Regions from separate parts of the Mus musculus genome. Here region 1 is linked to region 2. Evidence: chromatin contacts called from public HiChIP or PLAC-seq data. All regions are on one chromosome and are shown on one strand. Each heading gives the region's core, a stretch centred on a gene start, on an enhancer-like site or on the middle of the called end of the contact. The rest is flanking DNA. Distances are from core to core; before and after follow the strand shown. Region 1 overlaps Mrvi1 (MRV integration site 1). Region 2 overlaps Rnf141 (ring finger protein 141).

What was found. HiChIP or PLAC-seq counts read pairs in DNA pulled down with a chosen protein or histone mark.
Region 1: a contact with region 2 is called in an H3K4me3 HiChIP or PLAC-seq map of bone marrow-derived macrophages, with 4 times the contacts expected there. The contact joins two enhancer-like sites. A contact is called at or near these places in 9 of 484 Hi-C or Micro-C datasets (bone marrow-derived macrophages, cerebral cortex, embryonic stem cells and 4 more), 9 of 115 datasets of contacts at active chromatin or transcription factors (the HPC-7 cell line, bone marrow-derived macrophages, cardiomyocytes and 5 more) and 2 of 9 other capture datasets (adipose tissue and liver).

What each region holds. Positions count from the first base shown.
Region 1 is chr7:110,890,473-110,893,747 of GRCm38.p6, reverse strand. All of the region lies in intron 15 of Mrvi1 (MRV integration site 1), which reads left to right. Among named protein-coding and RNA genes, the nearest start is that of Gm16336, 13 kb to the left of the region's middle. Within about 2 kb of position 1,902, at least 56 of the 459 cell types and tissues checked have an H3K27ac peak or open chromatin away from gene starts, as enhancers often do. A contact at or near this core is called in adipose tissue, bone marrow-derived macrophages and cerebral cortex, where this site is marked.
Region 2 is chr7:110,820,377-110,823,723 of GRCm38.p6, reverse strand. It overlaps Rnf141 (ring finger protein 141), which reads left to right. Exons shown (of 6, transcript NM_025999.3): 5 at 2,363-2,470. Among named protein-coding and RNA genes, the nearest start is that of Rnf141, 22 kb to the left of the region's middle. Within about 2 kb of position 1,868, at least 81 of the 459 cell types and tissues checked have an H3K27ac peak or open chromatin away from gene starts, as enhancers often do. A contact at or near this core is called in adipose tissue, bone marrow-derived macrophages and cerebral cortex, where this site is marked.

The sequences.
Region 1 (3,275 bases), core at 653-3,152, 70 kb before region 2:
TCGCTATGCTCTATGGGATCATCGGTTACCCAGGGGTCTCATTCATCCATTCTAAGATGCTTTTTGAGCACTTTTGGTATGCCCTGAATGGCATAGCCCCAGTCCTAGTGCTACAAGAAAAGGAAGCAGACAAGCACCAGTTACTCTACTCTGAGCTCAGCAGAAAGGCCGCAGGGACCATCAGATGAAATCAGATCTGTCCTGAGAGTTTGTTGCCTGTGGCACTGGGCTGAGGGTTGTCGTGTCCAGGGAGGAGAAAGACACTGCCACAGGCTGTAAAAGGTTAGAGAAGGAAAGGATTGGTTTACTCTAGGAGAGAGTAGATGGGGATGGCTTTCTGGGCATGGCCTGAAGTCACTGATGTGGAGTGTAGGCACACAGACATGGGCAGGATAGACAAAGGACATAGGTAGGTCCCGAAGCTTGCTGGCTAGCTAGTCTTGAGAATGGTGAACTCCAGGTTCAGTGAGGGGTCCTGCCTCAGAAAATACAATGGAGAGCAATAAAGGGAGACACTCTGGCTTCTATATGCACATTCTCCTCACATACCACACATAGCCACACAAGCATGTTCATACAGCACACCCACCCACCGGAAATACAATAAGCAGACTCCTGGGTGAGATGGGCTCTGTAGAGTCCCATGACCCAGTCTGGGGGCTGGGAAAGTGCTAGCCAGAGCAAAGGGCTTCAAGAGCCAAATCCTCCAGAGAATAAGGGCTGGGGATATCTAGTCCCACTTTGGTTTTTCCAAGCTCTTCCTCCACTGTGGCTGCTGCAGAGAGGCGAGCATTGGTGAATCTAGACATAGAGCAGGTGTGCTGTGCTATGACCATTCTCAAACAACATCTTTTTTTTTTTTCATGTGCGTCAGTGTCAAATCCCCCGAATCTGGAATTACAGACAGCTGTGAGCCGCCATGTGGGTGCTGGGGATTGAACCCAGGTTCTCTGGAAGATCAGCCAGTTTTCTTAACCACTAATCTATCTCTCCAGTCCCGGACAGCATATTTTTTAAAAAGCCTTTACATGACTTCTGGCAGTCTGTCTGTCTATGACTGAGACTTATAGTGAAATAAAATATCCCTGATTAAAAGATAAGTTGCTCATAAAGACCACATTTTTGGAACATGCAACATGCTGATCATCTGCATTTTGGATTATTTCCCTTGAACAAACTTCTAGAAATATGAATACTAGCTGACAGAGGGGAGACTCTTTGTAGAGGTAAAGGGGACCAGTGGGCAAGGGACAGGAGGGCTGTGAGGAGGGCAGACATAAGCCTAGTAGAATGACATAATGTGTGAAAAGGTTATAATAAAATGTATTATTTTGTTTACTAACTAAAAAGCTAATGAAATTAAAACATTACTAGATTAGGAAAGTAAATATTTATAAATAAACTATTTTCAAGTAGTTCATTGACATGGTCATTTAGTGGGTTATGCTAATGGTTGAGATTTGTAGTACACTGATGGCCAAACTTGTTCTCTCTTCTGAAATATATTTATAATTTTATAGACATAAATTGTTTTATCTCATAAATTGTTTGATTCAAAGTTTGATGCCCTTCTGTGCATTTGTTAAACATTTATCCTTTTATTTTGTAAATTCTCTGATTATCCCAGCTACAAGGTTGGAAATGTATTTGAACTCTTCACATATAGAGAATTTTTTCTGGTTCTGCTTTTTGGGGTGACCAGAAAACTTAAAAATCCTTTATCCAAAATGCTTAAACTTCCTGCTGGACAAAATAAAACAAGGCACCTAAAAGAACAGCTGAGCCCACAAGAAACAGCCAGAACCAAGAAGAGAACTGAAACCACGCTGACCCTGCGGCTTGCTGAAGCCAGAGCCGCCCTGCTTATCTGGAACTGTTCGTTTTCAGTACTAGCTGAGAGCAACCTTTGAGCCCTGGTGCCCGCCGAGTGGACAATGAACTCCGTGTGCAAGGCTAGGACCTTCTAGGGACTGTGCCTTGAGGTAGAATCTCTGCAGGGAATAAAAAGCCTCCCTCACCAGCCAGCAGCAAAGCAAATGTGGAAGCTTGCCTCTTTCCCCCTGTACCCTGGGAGGAACAAATGCTCTCTCCTTCCTCATAGAGAAAGTACATGAATGACAGCCACAGTGGTGCAATCTCTGGGGAATTGGAAAGAACATCGGGAGGAGATCTCCAGGAGCACAGTCAGCCGCTACAGAGAGGCACACCCTGCACCAGCACACACAGAATCCTCCATAGGGCCTGGATGAAGACGAGTTCACAGCGCAAATACACAATGGAACAGTCCACCGTGGACACAAATCAGTAGACCCACCAAATATAAGATTGTGTTTACGAATACCAGATAGTCAAGTAATTAGAATTTTAAAATCAGCAGAGACATGGAAAGGCAGATGGCAAACACAGGATCAAATAACAGTTATGACAGAACTACAACTCAAAACAAGGGGTCAGGGGTGAGGGAGACTCGGTAGGTGTGATAACCATGGTAGAGGAGGTTTCTCAGTATTCTGAATTCCTCTCCCCTGTCTTATTTTCCACCTCCTGGAGCAGCGGTTCTCAACCTTACTAACGCTGCTTCCTTTAATAGGATTTCTCATGTTGTGGTGACCCCCAGCCATAAAATTATTTTCATTGCTATTTTACAACTGTAATTTTCTACTGTAATGAATCATAATGTAAATATCTGATATGTGGGATATCTGATATGCAACCCCTGAAGGTTGGTTGATCCCTAAAGGGGTCTTGACCACAGGTTGAGAAAACCTTCCCTGGAAGATAGATCAGGCATTGTGGAGAGCTTTGTGGATGAGCCGAGTCACGTCTGGCTGAAGCCCATAAGAACTGGTGTGCACACGACCCCAGTTTTCTTCCTCCTGATCTGATGAGCACCACCCTTCCAGAATATTAACCTGTTCATTGTGACTGGAAGATTTGAGAGAGTTACCCAAAATGCAGTTGAATGGATACAGTGATTAAAACACGGTAGATAGTGTTTGAGACACGGGGTATGGGAGAGAGCCTACAATCCATTTGCCGTGTGATCCATAAGGGGAAAATTCGGCACAGGAAATCTTCAAAGAAATAACCTAGCATCTTCCACACAAATCACTGGATTCAGCAGTGTAGTGAAGTCTATCAGGAAAAAACTACAATCCACGTGAAATATAAACATCAAAAAAAAAAAAAAAAGATAAAATACAGAGTGAAGAGACAGCCTGGTGGGTGCAAACCCTGGCTGGGCAAGCATGGGGACCAGAGTTTGGATGCCCAGC
Region 2 (3,347 bases), core at 619-3,118:
TTACAATGCGTTACTACTGTCCCCCACAGCTCTGGGAGATTCACTCCCTCAATGAAGCAATCTTTTTCTCACCCAGATAGCTTTACTAGTGTGAAAGTTTTCCTTTTCCCTTTTACCTCAGAGTAGTCTGACCCTCTGGAGGCAGCACAGCAAAGGCCCTAGAACCAACTGGCCTGTGCTCCAGCCTTCACTCTTCTCTTTCATCAGTTCCTCACCTTTTAAAGAGGATGAGAGCGATGTCATGTGCCCCAGAGGGCTGTCGGCAGTTAATTGAGTTAATAGATGGGACACACAGCGGTATGTGTGGGCGAGTTACCTGTCACCATTATTAGTAAATCATTAGAGTGCCCTTGAGTGCAGAGGCCATGCCCTCTGGAATTCTACCCAACAAGTGTGATCTCTTCTGCCCTTCAAATGTTTGAAAACTCCTCAAATTTCCATTGAGCCTTGCTCTCCACAGTAAGTGTCTCCAGCCTTTGTTCACGTGGTTCTCCGTACCTTAGGAGCATCGAGTGGCTGTCCTGTCCCCGTGGTGCTGGAAAGGTAGCAGACAGTGTGGGCATGGAGTACCTTCCTCCAGCAGTCTCTGTCTCATTCTTCTCGGGCTACAGTGCTGTTTTTATATAGTCATCTGCTCCCAACTCTGAAACTTTCCTGTCAGAACACTCTGTCACTCTTTGGGGAGTCTGTTGTATTTTCTGTCCCTGACACCCTCAGGTGAAAATTTGAAGCCCCAAAGCAGAAATGCTAAGTCAGTGGATCTGAAAAGGCATTAAAATGTTAGATATGTATATAGGTGTTGATATGTTTATTTATATGTGACTGATGTATTGTGTATATGTGTGGATACACAAATGTATGTGTGAGCACACATATCAGAGCCATATGCATGTAGGTTTTCACCCATTTCACTATTTCAATTCAATGGGCATGCTTTTCTCCACAACAGAAGCAAACATGAATCTGTTACCTGACCTTAATGGTATGTCCGTAGTAATGCTCCTTAATCCAGCCCCAGCTGCCTCAGGAGCACTGTGAGACGAGGTTCTACCTGGTTTCCCTCACTGTCAACTGCCCTTGCTCTCCACTCAGTTAACTTCTGAAGTCCTGTATCAGCAGGAGCTCATGCTGCCTCGAGTTTGTCTGTTAGAGCAAGTTCAGAGTTAGTATTTTGACATTAAAAAATCAGATTGTCTTTGCTATATAATCAGTCTTTTCCTCTCGGTTTAACTCATGAGCATCATGCAGCCTTACACACGCACATGCACACAAATGCACACATGCATACACACACACACACACACACACACACACACACACAGGTTTCATGTTTTCTTTTATGCCTCCATGACTTACTTTATGATCTGTCAAAGTCCTGTGATTTTTTTTTCCTCTCACGTTTCCTAAAGTACTTACTTGACTTGGCACATACTGTTCGTGCTGTACATTTGACACTTATTTATTTCAGGTCAACAAGTTCCAAGTGCTATTGCCGACTTTCATGCTGTGCTGTAATTATAGCAGGGAATGGAAATTATATGAGACACAGCTCCTACCCTTAAGGAGAGTGGGACTATACTTTGAAACATTCAGTTTTAAACAACGGGAAAGCTCAAAGAATAAAACATTGAAAATCACTTTTGGAAACATTACATTAAAAAAGCTAACCTATGGAGTGACTAACCATGGAACAGCTGTATGCAATTTTTAAATCATTTAATTGAGGGAGAAGTTGGTTTTGAGAGCAGAAGGAAATGGATATTTTAAGCTGAGCTGCTGGAGTTGGAATTGACTAAACTCCATGAGCAAATGAGCAGGGCTCCTGTGGCGCTGGCTCCAAGCCAGTGTCAGCGAGTCAGCGAAGGCTCTCTCTCCAAGCTCCCTAAGTTGGAGCTGTGCTCCAGCCCTTCTGTGTTTTCTCTGGAGTCTGATACTTAGGCCACTCCTGCCATTTCTCTCCAATACTGCAGGGCCACTGTAAGGCCCTGAGGAAGAGGCATCCATGTGTCCCTTATGGCAAGTACATTATATACTGGTTGATTTCCTGTAAATTCAGTATGCCTAAAATGGACTGAGTTATTTCGGAAAGACTTGAGTTTGCAGTTTTTGTTCAGATTTAGTTTTCTTTAACCTGTACAGGGTTTATCTTTTATAGTCTTTAGAAACTTAACATCAGTGTTTCTTCCCTAATAGATTTGCTATGCCCAAAAGATGGTCATTTTGGTCTGGCTTTGCTCTGCACATTAGTCATTGTGTGATTTATACTGTGGGTGTTTGCTGGTGCTTTGTAAGGCAGTGAGACAAAGTAGGAAGCAAGTGCACAGAGACTGCCATTGTCCAGCTCCGTTGTCGTCACACTCAGGGTGAAGCAGCTGACTGATGAGGAGGAGTGTTGTATCTGCATGGACGGGCGAGCTGACCTCATCCTGCCCTGTGCTCACAGCTTCTGTCAGAAGTGCATTGATAAATGGTAAGTTATCCGCTGCCCTTGGAGATAGCACAGGTCAGCTGGGACTGTAACTAAACAACTGGAAACACAACCATGAGAGCTTTGCTCTCTAGTCCTCTGAGTAGTCCTCTGCTGTGCTGCCCCCTAGCTCAGTGAAGTGTGGGGATGCAGCAGGGCTTTGACACATGGACTTTAAGAGTCTTGATGCCTGATTTGGATCTAGAATCGGGTTTGTTTGGGGTTTTTTTTTGTTTTTTGTTTTTTATGCCCCTTGCCCCCATAATTCTCTATATGTGTGTGAAGGAACCAAATTCTCAACTGTGGAATCTGGAGGGATATTAGGTCAGCTATTTAAAGTCTTACAAGATAATAGACTATCTAGGAGACTTTATAGTGACATTCAGTAAGCTACATGTATCTAAATATAAATGCTTTAATTTATGTGCACACTCATGAAAGCTGTCACAACATGAAGAGCAAACCCATCAGTCCCAGAATCACCTGAAGCCTGGTTCTTAGGCAGCAATTAATTGCTTTCATTTGCCAACAATACTTTGGATTTGCTAGACTTTAAAGCAGCACCACACAGAGTGTTCTCTCTGTTGTCTAGCATCTTTCAATCAGTGCGATCAGCTGGAGATTTAACCATGTCTTAAGTGCAGATAATTGCCAGATAAAGGCTTCTCTGTTTGTGGACAAGTAGTTTTATGGACATCTATTTTGACTTTTTCTTGGGTGGCTACCTCTGATGACCAGGTCATATAGCAGGTGTTTCTCAAAAAATGCCAGCTCACTTCCAAAAGAAGTCATACTTTTTTAAAAGGTTGTTTGTTTGATTATTTGTTTGTTTATTTGTTTGTTTGTTTGTTGAGACAAGATCTAGCAGTGTAGAGACCAT